Linked DNA regions of Danio rerio: region 2 is linked to region 1. The links are chromatin contacts, called in public Hi-C maps. All regions are on one chromosome and are shown on one strand. Each heading gives the region's core, a stretch centred on a gene start, on an enhancer-like site or on the middle of the called end of the contact. The rest is flanking DNA. Distances are from core to core; before and after follow the strand shown.

The links. Hi-C and Micro-C count contacts between places; a contact is called where the count stands out from the background.
Region 2: a Hi-C map of hematopoietic stem cells shows a contact between it and region 1, with 5 times the contacts expected there. The contact joins the promoter of mrps14 here to the enhancer-like site in region 1. A contact is called at or near these places in 2 of 18 Hi-C or Micro-C datasets (hematopoietic stem cells and an unstated tissue).

What each region holds. Positions count from the first base shown.
Region 1 is chr2:38,421,971-38,428,943 of GRCz12tu, forward strand. tnr (tenascin R (restrictin, janusin)) reads left to right here. Exons shown (of 24, transcript NM_194383.1): 18 at 4,350-4,480; 19 at 6,016-6,148. Among named protein-coding and RNA genes, the nearest start is that of kiaa0040, 39 kb to the right of the region's middle. Within about 2 kb of position 5,076, at least 4 of the 62 cell types and tissues checked have an H3K27ac peak or open chromatin away from gene starts, as enhancers often do.
Region 2 is chr2:38,565,177-38,572,078 of GRCz12tu, forward strand. It overlaps mrps14 (mitochondrial ribosomal protein S14), which reads left to right and starts at 1,933. Exons shown (of 3, transcript NM_001045358.1): 1 at 1,933-2,014; 2 at 3,833-3,997; 3 at 4,214-4,675. The coding sequence starts at 1,946. The coding sequence ends at 4,396. It overlaps cacybp (calcyclin binding protein), which reads left to right and starts at 5,997. Exons shown (of 6, transcript NM_212887.1): 1 at 5,997-6,087. The coding sequence starts at 6,070.

The DNA of each region.
Region 1 (6,973 bases), core at 3,826-6,325:
CAGTACAGTGAATGATGGCTTTTTAAGACTTGCAAAAAAAGGCATTACTATTTTTATATTCATGGTGTGTTTTTGTGTGTGTGTGTGTGTGTGTGTGTGTGTGTGTGTGTGTGTGTGTGTGTGTGTGTGTGTGTGTGTGTGTGTGTGTGTGTGTGTGTGTGTGTGTGTGTGTGTGTGTGTGTGTGAGTGTGTGTGTGTGTGTGTGTGTGTGTGTGTGTGTGTGTGTGTGTGTGTGTGTGTGTGTGTGTGTGTGTGTGTGTGTGTGTGTGTGTGTTTGCTATACTCTGCTGGAAACAGAGTGGCATGTTGACTGATAAGAGATCATGTTGAGAGACAGGATGCCGGTGAACACACACTAATTGTCTTCACTCTGAAGTGGATCTGTCAGCGTGCCTGAAACACACACTACACAATACGAGCATGCACGTGATTTATTTTGTCCTCAGGCTAGTGAGCAGTTTTACATGCCTCCTGCGGCTGTGCTGACACAGCTCCAGTCTTACACACTGATACACAAACAAAACATCTGATGAAGAAAAAAATCTGCTGAATGTCAGGTGGGGGATGGTCATTTGAAACGTGCCCTGTTAGTGTTGCTTGACAGTTTAACCCAGCAGGTCTGAAATACCTGTAGAAAATATTCCCGTTTATCACAGTAGCTTTTGGTTGGAATGAGAGCGATGTAAAATTTGGAGCCACTGGTTATTATTTCTGAAGCCATCAATGCCATTTGACAAAAACACTTAAGAGATGCAGGAAAGTCATTAATCAATTAGTCAATCAATAAAAAAAATAAAACAAAAAATAAATAAATAAATAAAGGACACTTGGTTGAGCACTTGTAAATTACAACCTGAAATTTATGAAAAATATGCAAACAAATAAATAAATAAGTAAATAAATTCAATACAATCAGCAATATGAAATGTGTTGATTTACAATACTTGAACTTTTATTTAATCATTATAAGTACAAAAAAATCTAGAGAATCCTGAAAAAAAAATGGCTGGATCCATCTACTTCTATTTAACTTGAAAAAATCTACTGCACAATTTTATTTTGGAATGTACCATAGACAAAAAAAATGGAACTTTTAGGAAACATGGTTAAATATGAGAAAGACTTTATTAGATATGTTTCAATCCTGATTTTGTACCTATTATTGCAGTATTACTGTTTTTACTTTTCTGTTGTGTGGACCGGTGGCTCTTTTGTATATAGTTCAACATCTAAAATGTTCAATAAAAAAAGAATTTTAAAAAAGAAAGTGACCAAATTAATTGTATTGTGGAAAAAAAATAACACATTTTAGTTTTGATGCATGCAACACACACCAAAGACATTGATACAGAGGCATGTTTAACACTGTCACTTCAACTTTCCTATTAATACAAGGTTTTAATATCTGTAAATTTATTAAAGGATCAAAGGATTTTCATTCTTTTATAACCTGTATTAACACAATTGAATCTGTTTTTATTAAAAGGCAGGCAGCAGACAGGAATAAATTAACAAACAAAGCGAGGATCAAACACGGCAAGACAAAGCAAAGGAAACGCGTCATAATGTCACAGTACTGTAGTGTTTAGATTATGATTAAAATTGTTGGAAGTCTGCTAGTTCCCACCTCAAAATGAGCATGTTTGAGCTACTTGTACATTAAGGTAGCGTTCAGACAAAACAAAATACCCTTGAAGAAACTCGACTCAGAGGAACATAAAAACCTCACTGTTAGCTAGCATTTCGGAAGTGCTATTGTAGAGCAACACAAACAACGTGCAAAAGTTATAATGCATGGCAACCCGCAAGGCATGCGCCGTGGGTCGTGCCGATTACTCGGCTTATGGATTAGATCACTGGTGATTTGTGACATACAGAAACTTTTACAACCAAAATATTTTGCCCAATCTGCCTTAATATAAAATTTCAGTCAGCGCCATTGGTGTAGTGGTTAGTGCATAAACACATGCACGCCGGTGCTCACGGCCACCCAAGTTCGATTCCTGTCTTGCAGTCTTTTGGCGATCCTACCCTTCCATCCCTACTTTCTGCTCCCCATATTCTCTACTGTTCTATCAAATAAAGGCAAAAACCCCGAAAAAATAATAATTAAAAAAATAATAATACAAAACACATAACAAATCTCCAAATGCTCAATACTCCGTGATCATCATTATCTGTTTTTCCCTTGATACGCCATACATTTTCAACAGGACACAGATCTGGACTGCAGGAAGGCCAGTCAAGCACATTCACTCTGTTTACAAAACCATACTGTTGTAGCACATGCAGAATAAGACTTGATCTAATAACCATAACCTTTCCATGAAAGACGTCATCTTGATGGCCGTATATCACTCTGTATTCTACCAATATGCTTTCATATTGTCGATTGCACTGCTGTTCCCTGAACCATGACAGATGTTTGCTTTTGCATCTGTCACTCATGAAATTCTGGATGGTCTCTCTGAACATTGAGACTAGAATCTCAATGTCTGTTTTCCAGAAAAAAGCTGACACATGGACTCTTCTGAGTCCAGAACACATCTCCACTGCATTGTGATCTGAGATCAGCCCTAGCCTGGAGGACCAGAAGCATTGCTACTGTACACAACTGATGTACATCTTTCACCATGAACAACAAGTCATGTGTCATTTCTTGATGCAGCAGTAGACTGCAGTGTTTTTTTGCTGAAGTTCTTCTAAGCTCATGTTGCTTAAAGTTGGAGCACATTCAGCTTAGGGTTTCTTGCTCTATACAGATTGAGATTTCTCAGGATTTCGTCTGTGTTTTTTCCTGAATGTCAAATCAATTTAAAAGACATACATTGTCGGGATTTTGCATTAATAATTGATTGACAATTCTCACCTGGCGTTTGGCACATATTAATGAGCCATGACCCTGCTTTACTTGCTCATATAACCAACCATGAAACCCTTCTACTGTATTTCACCAATTCACCTGCTTGTTATGAGCTGCTTTGGAAATTCTATGACCTTTTCACTATTAATTTGCCTCTGTCTTAACTTTCTTGGAGTGTGTTGCAGGCATCAAAGCAAAAATGCGTTATATTTCCTGATTACAAATAATTTGCTCACAGTAAACAAAATCAAATATTTTCTTTAGACTTTTGTCAATTAAACAAAATTTCAACTGCATTTAAAAAAGCATCCCAACTTTTCTGCTGGCTTTAACAAGTTAAATTTAAGACTTTTTAAGACATTTTAAGATCATATGAATTAAATTTTAGACCGATACAAGGCTAAATGCTAAGGATTGTTTTTCAAATATACCAGTTAAAAAAAAATTTCAATAGCCCCATCAAAAAATGATGAAAATGTAGTACATTTAATAATACAATATTAATAATTTTGTTTGAATATTGTTTTTATTTAATTTTCAATTATATCTATTCACAAACCCTAAAACCCTTACCTAGAATAGAACAAAACATAACTATCAATTACTTCCGTCTACAATAATAATGATTTCATTTAAAATATTTCAGTAGATTTAAGACTTTTTAAGGCTTAAAGTTTAGCTTTGGAGATTTAAGAAATTTGAAGACTTTTTAAGACCCTGCGGGTACCCTGTTTTCTTGAATTTGGCTTGTTTATGTATTTCATTTTTATTCTTTTTTTTTAAATAAAAGAATGTTGGTTTAATTTTTGTATAGGTTAACAGTTTTTCGATTTCTTTATTTTATCATAGTAATGCTAAACAGTAGTCAGTAGTTTTCCAAATTGTCTTAAGTCAAGAATTGGTGTTGTTGAATGGTTTTAGGACAACTTTATTGAAAGGTGATGATCCACTTTAGATATTTTCTAATGTAAACATTATTACATATTATCAAGCATCAGTGTTTTGACCACATTTTAATGGAATAAATGCAGCTTTGAGTATAAGAGATTTATTTATAAAGAGTCTATAAAATGTATTTTATTTAGCATACTTTATTTGATTTGATCAAATAAATGCAGCCTTGTTGAGACAAGGCTTCTTTCAAAAACATTGGTACTGTATTTGTGCCATTCAAACATAAGTACATTACATAAATATTACTAGATAACTGTAAATAATGGTTAATTTTTACTGTAAATAGAATGGTACATATATTATGTAAACGAAGACTTGTATTTTGGATTTGATAATTCATGATAAATCGTTGCCCAGCACTAATTGTAAACAAAAAAAACTGTGGTCAGTACTAATCAAATCAGAAGGAAATTGAAGACTGTGTATTTGCTGCCAAACCAGCTATTGAGACTTACTGTAAAACCAATGTGTTTGGTCTGTATATTGAAGATCCTCCACATTTGCTTTGACACTCTGCTCTTTGTTTAAACAGCCATGGATGCTCCCCAGAACCTGACAGCTAGTGAGATTAACCATCGAAGTGCCCTCATATCCTGGCAGCCACCCATCGCAGACATCGACAATTACATGCTGACCTACAAAGCAGCGGATGGCAGTCGAAAGGTAAGCTTAACATGGATTCAACACTGAACAATGCATACAGCTCATAAGTGTTAAACATTAATACTAAACATAAAAATCTTTTGAATCTTACCTGATGTTCACATTTCTGTTCATTGCATTCCTGGAATACCCGTTCCAGTCTAGCGTAAACGGCATTCAACACAGTTCAGCCATGTAAAGGAACAATTAGATCTGTCAGAAAAGCCTGGTTTAATTCAATTGTTTAATGTTTGCTCATTAATAAATATTAATCATTTAACAAAGTCATTGCCGACATGGTATATCCATTAAAGATGTTTCTGAATCATTTTTTTCTGAAATGATTTATACAGTATCTTTTAACTCTTCAAATTATTACATTAAATGCATGATCACTCTCCTATAATCTGTTTTGAACATCTATTTAACACCCTGATGGGGAAAATGCATCAATGGATTTCTTGGAAATACAAGAGGTTATGGATTCTAATTTTTAGATTTATGTTGTTACACAGACACACAAACACACACAATCAATGCACGAAATGAATGCTCTGACCCAGTAGCCTGCTGTTTTTAGTGTTTGTATTCGTCCAGTGGGTGTCAGTGGTGCACAGATGATATTAAACCCTGCTGGTGCATCTTAGACATAAAAGCTTTCTTTATCCATTAGAGCGTGGTCGGCATCCTAAGGCTGAGAGTTTTGATAATAGCACACAATTTGGGAGTTTTTCCAAGGCTTACTGTGCCGAAAATAATAATGCGGCATCTACATCCACAATGTGTGGCCCTCAACCCAGTTCTGTGTAGGAATGGAGAACATACTGAACTGTAAGCTACTGACTGCAGCTCCACTAATACAATTACATGTTCAATGTCCTCTGCATACTAAGCAACCTTTATGTTACACTTCTCTGCTGCATAATTCACATTACATGTGTGACTTTGATTAAAAAAGCATGAATATTAAATCAAATCTTTCTTATTTCATGCTGCTCAAGGCTGTCACATGTGGAACCATCCATCCAAGTCCTGTCTGAACCCTTTTAGTATAAGATCTGGGTATAAATGTGTGGCAGATTAGTTTGATAAAAGTGCATTTTTCAAAATAAAAAAAAAAACAAAAGAAAGGAAGTGAAGTGTCAAGTGTCAAAGACCAAAATAGAAACGCCATCTCTTCCCAGCAGCACCAGAGCCTGATAAGACTCTTCCTCCCCCATCATGGGTTTTAGACCTGCCAATCATATGGAAGAAAAACACTGGGAGGAAATGCAGTATTGTATGAAAAGCACCCAACAGTAAGCAACTTGGGATCACAACAATTTGTCAGGCAGTTCCTAAAGTGATTGTGATCTGTTTTCTGCTTGTTTATGAGGAATATCTTTCCTCCCCACAATGCTAAGAGCTGCTTTTCTTTGTACTACATCAGGCATGTTTTCCACAAAACTGCTTTCTGCCACAGAGCGGTTTCATTGTTTAGTTTTGGTCTACGGTGTTTGAGCAAAAGCTAATGTAGTTATCCCTGCGGATTTTATCTGTGTCTGGTGGTGTTTTAGGAGCTGATCTTAGATGCGGAAGACACATGGATTCGTCTCGAGGGGCTGGCGGAGACCACCGAATATACTGTGAGACTGCAAGCCGCCAGAGGATTAGAAACCAGTGCTATTGTTTCTACATCTTTCACAACAGGTGTGAATCCTTCACATCTCCTGTAAACTTTAAACGGGGTTCATTCACTTCATTAGGTGCAAATGCACATTATTGGCCTATAAGGTATAAATCAATAGTAAGACCATCAAGGAACTTCACCTAAAACCACATGAAAGTTTGGAAAAATACAAAAGTGGAACTGATACATTTTCTACTAAGGATGTTTCTTTGTCAGACTTACAATTTTACTGTTTGACTTAAAGGGATAGTTCACCTAAAAATTAAAATGTACTCAGGGCTTACTGACTCTCAAGTGGTTCCAAAACATTGAGGTTTAGTGTTTTTTCTGTTGTACACAAAATAATATATTTTTGAAAAATGGCAGAAACCTGTAACCATTGACTTCCATAGTGGGGAAAAAACTATTATCATGGAAGTTAATGGTTACCGGTTTCCAATATTTTTTTGTAAAAAGAAACTCAAACAAAGTTAAACAAAGACTAAATTATAACAGAATATGCAGTATTGGCGGAAATATATCAATTAGGGGTGCACAAACTCAGACCTGGAGGGCCAGTGTACTGCATAGTTTAGCTCCAAATTCCTACAGCACAGCTGCCTGGAAGTTTCTAGTATACATACAAAGAGTTTGATTAGCTGCTTCAGGTGTTTCTATTTGGGGATGGAATTAAACTTTGCAAGACACCAGCCCTCCAGTTTGGGCACCCCTGATCTAAATAGTATATTCAATACTATAGCAATACTGTAGTAAACAGTACATTTAGTAAAAAATACTAAATAGTTATGTCAAAAAATTTAATTGAGTACTAACTCTTCGCCATGCCAACAATAACATTTTTTTGC
Region 2 (6,902 bases), core at 683-3,182, 140 kb after region 1:
ACAGTGCAGGTGCAGGATGCAGACAACCTCACAAAGTTGTAGATCATTTTCCACATTTTCCAGATGTTGACATTATATGAACATGTATACATCATGTATATCTATCCTAAAACCCATATTATAGGTAGAAATAATAGACATTATTTTTTATTACAGTAAATGAAGGTTGTTTTGACTTCCTCAGCCACTTTAATTACAAAAATATTTAAAAAAATCAAACATTTTATTCATATCACAAGATTCATATCAGAAAATAATTAATTTAAATGGTGCATGGCTGGTATAACCACAAAATAACTTATTGGATTAACTTAATTTTGTTAAAGACCAAATAAAAAAACTATTTACACAATTAAATGCATCAGAGTTGGTCCAATATGATTTTTTAAATAAAAGTTTAAATACATTTGTATATTTATGATATATGATATATGGTAAGTCTGATTCCATCATGTATGTATAATATACAGTATGTCAAGTTTTACCTGAAGTTATCCCAAATAAGCTAAAAGAGCCATTTTAATGATATTTCATGAGTTACATATACAATTGATTGAGACTGACCTCAGATCTAATTTTAGGACAGTTATTGCTCACTGAGCAAAGCAACAACCTGATTTTTGTTAATATGGGGTGCTTCTGCAAGGTGCTAATCTCAAAATTAGATGAAAGGTGAAAATATTCTAAATCTTCAAACTAAGGTGAAGTGTAGATTATAACAATTTTGTCTATAAACTTTAAACACCTAAGATTATTTTTATTATTAAAATTTGTTTCTATTAATTCAATCCCACGCAAAGAACTACAAATCCCCTAACCAGGTAGTTGGACCAATACAATTTCTTCATGTTGTTCCAACACAAAACGCTAAAATCAACTTAATGGTTCACAAATGTAACTGGACTGAACATAAAACAAAGAAATTAGCCAAAGAAATTACTAGAATTATGTAATTTCAGCTCATTTAAAACAGGTAGTTTGAAAACGCAGCAGAAATAATTTTTGAGTGCATAAGAGGACGTTTTCTGCAAATGACCTGCTATTTTAGTTTTTTTTATTATTATTATTAGATAAAATGACTGAAGATCAAATGTTAATTTACATTGTATTATTATTGTTTTACTCTCGGGAAAAAAGAGTATTTACAACCTGCAGGTATGGTTAGGCCTATATTAACATATTGTAAAAAGGTTAGTTTTAGTTTTAAAGTTAGTTTTGCCAAGCTCTTTTTTATTATGTTCATAAAAACAATCCTACCCATTGTTGTAGCCCATTATGGTCCAGTGAAATAGGCGTGTAAAGAAATAAAAGTAGTTTCAGGATTTTTAATTTATTAAAGTATAGTTGAGTAAAGGTCAATTCTGCCATCGTGTGGTTGTGTTCCGCAATTACATAATTTATTAACATTAACTTTTTTAATCATTATTAACTTTCTTAATTTTCATGCTCTCTGAATAATTTATGAATCTTTTTTCTCGTGAATCTGTTTTTGCTCAGTGCTATGCTTATGGATTGGTCTAGAACAAGGGTGTCCAAACTCGTTTCTGAAGGGAAGAGTTTAGCTCGCCTCAACACATCTGCAAGGGTGTTTCTAGAATGCCTAGTAAGAGCTTGATTAGCTAGCCCAGATGTGTAAACTATTTGGAACTAAACTTTGCAGGACCATCCAGGACCGAGTTTGGGCACCCCTGGTCCAGAAGATTCTAGATACGGAGCTACAGTTTCCTGGACAATAATCACAGTTTAAATGTTATTCATCATGACAAAAAAAAATGTGATTGACATGATATATAACGACAAAGTCTCAATATTTTCAACTAGTTTAGCACTGTTTATCATCGTTGACAAATGCTTGGATGAACGTTGATATAACCAGCAGATGGCAGTAATGATAAACTCTTTTCAGTCCTAACCCTACAATCTGCCACTGCCAGTGCAGATCAACATGGCGGCGTGGAAGCTCCTCAACACGGGCATGGGCTTTCTGCACTCGTCCTTGTCATTCAGTAGACAAGTAAGTAATCTTTGAAGATGCACATTTGTAAATTTAGACACGTGGTATTTGTGTTTCAATTATATTGTGGTTTAGAATGCGATATGGTTAGGAGGCATACATGTCTAACCGAATCATTCTGGTGACATTTGTACGTCATGTAATTTGTTTTAATTTAGTTGTCGTTTTGTAAGGGCTACCCATAAATACTTGTATTGAAATGTTATAGTTGTTTACACATTACATGAAACTAAACATGTATATAAACCCTGTTAAATATTGAGAACAGTTTAATGTATTAATTTTATGTCTAACCAATACAAATATGTAAGTCTGTAATAAATTCTGTAATATACTTTTATTATGGTGAACTGTGGTATTGTAGTATGATATACCTAGTTGTAGAAATTTTAATACAGTTGTTTTATCTTGTGTTAGTTGTATTATCACAGCATCTATAGAATTACCACCATGCATTAGTTCACATACTTTCCTGGTAGTGTTTAAAACATAGTGTTTACTATATGTTACTATAGTATTTATACTTACATAGAGTATATGTAAACAAAAAGATGGACAATTTGTAGAGCTGTACAATATTGGAAAAATCTGTCATTGCAATTTTTGTTATTCTGCAATATATATCGCGATACGATTTTCAGCAGATGACTTGAATTTCTCTATTTGGAAAGGATTAGTCATTTTAGATCGGTTGAGATGAGAAGTGCATCTGACTAAAATATAATTAACAACCTACAAGCAAAGATCAATGCAACTAAAAAATACAAGATACAATTGACATAAACAATGTTTTAGCATTTTCAGAGTCTAACAGTCTTCAGGCAACAGGCATACAATGTTTCTGCGAGGTCTTAAAATGTCTTACATTTCAAAAACCAAATTTTAGGCCTTAAAAATTCTCAAATGCCCTGAAATATTGTGTTGTAGGACTTAAATCATTTTAAAATGGTCTTAATATTTTTGTTATGTACAGCTATACCCAATTGTGTCAACATCCATCCAATCCTTAATATACTTCAATAAAAGTTTTAAGAAACGTTTGTTTATTAACTCTATTTACTTCTTAATATGGATTAATTATCTTCCTTTCAGTAACATTTGTTTTTAATGCTTTTTTAAGGTTTTACCTTGACCATTTAAAAAATCTTTAGCTTTTAGCCTTGTGTAAGTCTGAAATTTCATTTATTATGGTCTTAAAATAGTCTTTAAAAGGTCTTAAAAAGTCTTAAATTTGACTTGATGAAACCTGTAGAAACCCTGGGTACAGTAATTGAACAATAAATATAAAAATAATTCAATACAAGTAATCATTATTACGTTATAAACAGTACAGATTCTTAGCCATGAATCCTTTCATAGTCATACAATCACAGGCCTCAAAAACACATGAAAATTATTATATATAGACTCACTCAACATTGACTATTGTGAATAATCACATTGCGATATTGATGCTGAAACAATATATTGTGGAGCTCTAACATATTTACAATTTTTAAAATGTGTATAATTTGTTGTTGTGTGTGTGTGTGTGTTTACAATATTTTGTATAATAGTATACTATTTGTGTAATAATAAAATATTAAAACTGCATATGTAAAGACTGAATTGCTACATTCTAGAAGTATTAACTAATGTAATTTTACTATGGGGATTTGTATACATGTTATTAACTTTTGTTATCTACCTTGTGAAGTTAATTTATGCATGTGAACATTAAATATACCACCTTAAGTATTATGTACAGCAATTATAATCTTTTGACAATTTGTATTTCAAAAATCTGTCTATAAATATAAAATATCTGATGTCCTTCAGGCCTGCAGAAGTCCAGTTGCAGTGATGGAGCAGGTCAGGAGCTACTATGTCGACTGGAGGATGTTGAGGGATGTGAAAAGACGACAGATGGCTTTCGAATATGCAGATACACGACTGCGCATCAATGCCATTAGGAAGAATACTATTTTGCCAAAAGAGCTACAGGTACATTCAGAGTCTTGCAATTTCAGTTCAGTGGAGATTTATGGTTCATCATTATTGTTTTTCATGTACAGCTTTCAAATAACATGAACACGTTTTTATTTTGCAGTAATTGAAACCTATTTATAGAGTCATTATCGTTAACAGAAGAATGAAGTGTATTTAAAATAATAATAATAATAATAATGCTGTCCATGTTTGTTATGTTTTTGCTCTTAGGAAATAGCAGATAAAGAAATCGCTGCTCTTCCTCGAGACAGTTGTCCCGTGCGCATTCGCAACAGGTGTGTGCTGACCTCACGTCCACGTGCAGTGAAACGCAGATGGCGTCTTAGCCGAATAGTTTTTCGTGATTTAGCAGACCACAGCCAGATGTCTGGAGTACAGAGATCAATGTGGTGATCAGCCATGACATTGTGTTTGTTCTACATCATTGTCATTCAGTGTGTGAGCTTTTCAACCTATGAATGAACTTGAGCTTGGTATGCCCTTGAAAGAGGAGATATTCATATTACATGAAAAGACGGAGCAGGAAATTCATCAAGCATCTACTCAAATGATGTGTTATTTCTCTGCTGAATTGATTTGAAATTTATATTGATGATTTTTTTTTGTCTTAGAGATTGATGGCAAATGTAATATGTTATGTTATTGTTGATACAATAAAAAAGGTGTAATGTGTTTTGTTTTGTGAGTTTATTTAAAGTTCAAGAGTATTAGATTCTATTGTTACTGTTTCTGTATTTGTGTAATACAAAAATAATCTTTTACTAATTTGGCATAATAAAATAAAAATACAAAAAGTATATATAAAAAGTTACATTTCAGCTATATAAAGAGTTTTAAATAATTTAATGATTTTTAAAATACAAATTCAATCACTAATTTTTGCACTCACACTTATTTACTTATATTGAGCAAGCGTTCGCTAATACGAAGCTTCAGTTAATCAAAGGGATGTCCGGACATGTTTCAAATGTTTCAAATTCTTAAAAATATGGTTGAAGTTATTAGTTAAAAGTTTAATTAAGGTAAATTCTCATTCATATAAACCCATAACCCAAACAAGTAAACATTTTAATTCAAATAATAATAATAATTAACACAAAATTATTTATTAGTGAGGTTTGAATAAATGTATGTATAATCCAAATGAAAGAAATCTATAAATAAACACAAATATATTAAAATTATTAGCAAATGCTATTAAGAAAATATAAATGAAAGAACTGAGTACAGTATTAAATAGAAATTATGTCGTCTAATAAAAAATAAAATTTATTAAATAATTTTGCGAATACTAAAATGGACCAATTTCTGTATATTTTAGATAATTCGATTTTTATACAAAAAACTTTTTTTAATGAATTAAAGATTTTATTATTCGTAGTGGATGATTTTTGAAGTTGACTTAACGCTGCTCAATAACACCCATTCTTGTTTTAGGTATACAAAATCTAATTATTTAAATTATACAGTAATTGGTCTATTATAGTATTTGCAAAATTATTTACTTAATAAATTTTAAGTTAGATTACATAATTTCTAAATTATTAGAAATTATGTAATCTAACTTAATATAATTTATTAAGTAAATATTTTTTCAAATACTATTATGGACCGATTACTGTATATTTTAGATCATTAGATTTTCTAAAATATAGAAAATTTTGAAAACTTTTTTGATTAACTTTAAATATTGCCTGCTGTGTTATTTTGCCTTCCATATTGCCCACTACGCTACATTGTACATTACGCTAAGAATCTTGTTTTGTGATACAGTAGGTGTGAAACTTGTAACACTGTAATTCATAAAATTACATTATCAAATAGAGTTTGTTACATTTTTATTGATTTTAATACTGTTATTGTAAATATATATTTCGTTGTCCGCTGGTGATTCACTAAAATAAGGACTTTTATTTTGTCAAAATGCGGAAATAGGAATTCTTCTAGAAACAGCGCTTCACGCATATCTGCGGACTCGCAGCGCCGGTTGAATGCAAAGTTCATTTTCATCACTTCAGGAAAACTATTTAAGATAATTAGTATACAGAAGTTTTTCCAAGACAGCAATGGACATCAATGAACTGGTAAACGGTCGCTTCTCAGTGTTTTACTCATTTTAGTAGAGTATTAGCAGTCCTGTAGGGTTTACGTTACTGTTTCACATTAAACCGCATAACGTTAGTGGCATTAAGTAACTTAGCTTATGAATGTGAATGGAACTGATGGTTTACCCTGATGATTTATTGGATGCTCTGTGAATACGCTGTGGATTATAAGATACGAAGAGCAGTTTTTTTATTATTATTTGATTCATCATTTCTCTGTAACGTAACATCAGTTCAATTTCCACTTGTTCAAATGCTGATTCTCCATATCATGAATTAGATTACTAACGTTACTAGTTTCAATTTCATGTTTTTAATATAAGTAATTGCATTTCCGCTAAAATATAAATTCTTCATGGCAACAATGACGTCATCTCTCGCAGATGTCTTATTTTTATTTTAGTTTCAAATATTTAAATAAATAAATAAAAATGTAAAAAGATTTTAGTTTCAACTAATAAAAAAAATGTCATTCCTGATACCAAGAACTGTATTTCCACTAGTTAAATGACATCATTTAGGCTCCTATTCAGATTTATTCTTAAAATTTCCTATGGATTAGTCTCTATTTCAGAAGTCACCACATCGGAATGAACCGTCAACTACTCCAGCGTATGTTTTCCTGTCGTAACCCAGTTATTGGAAGATATCAATACACACACACATACACACACACACACACACACACACACACTAATGCACTACGGACAATTTAGTTTATTCAATTCAACAAAAGTGGATGTCTTTGGACTGGGGGGTACACTGGAGCACTCGGAGGAAACCCACACCAACAC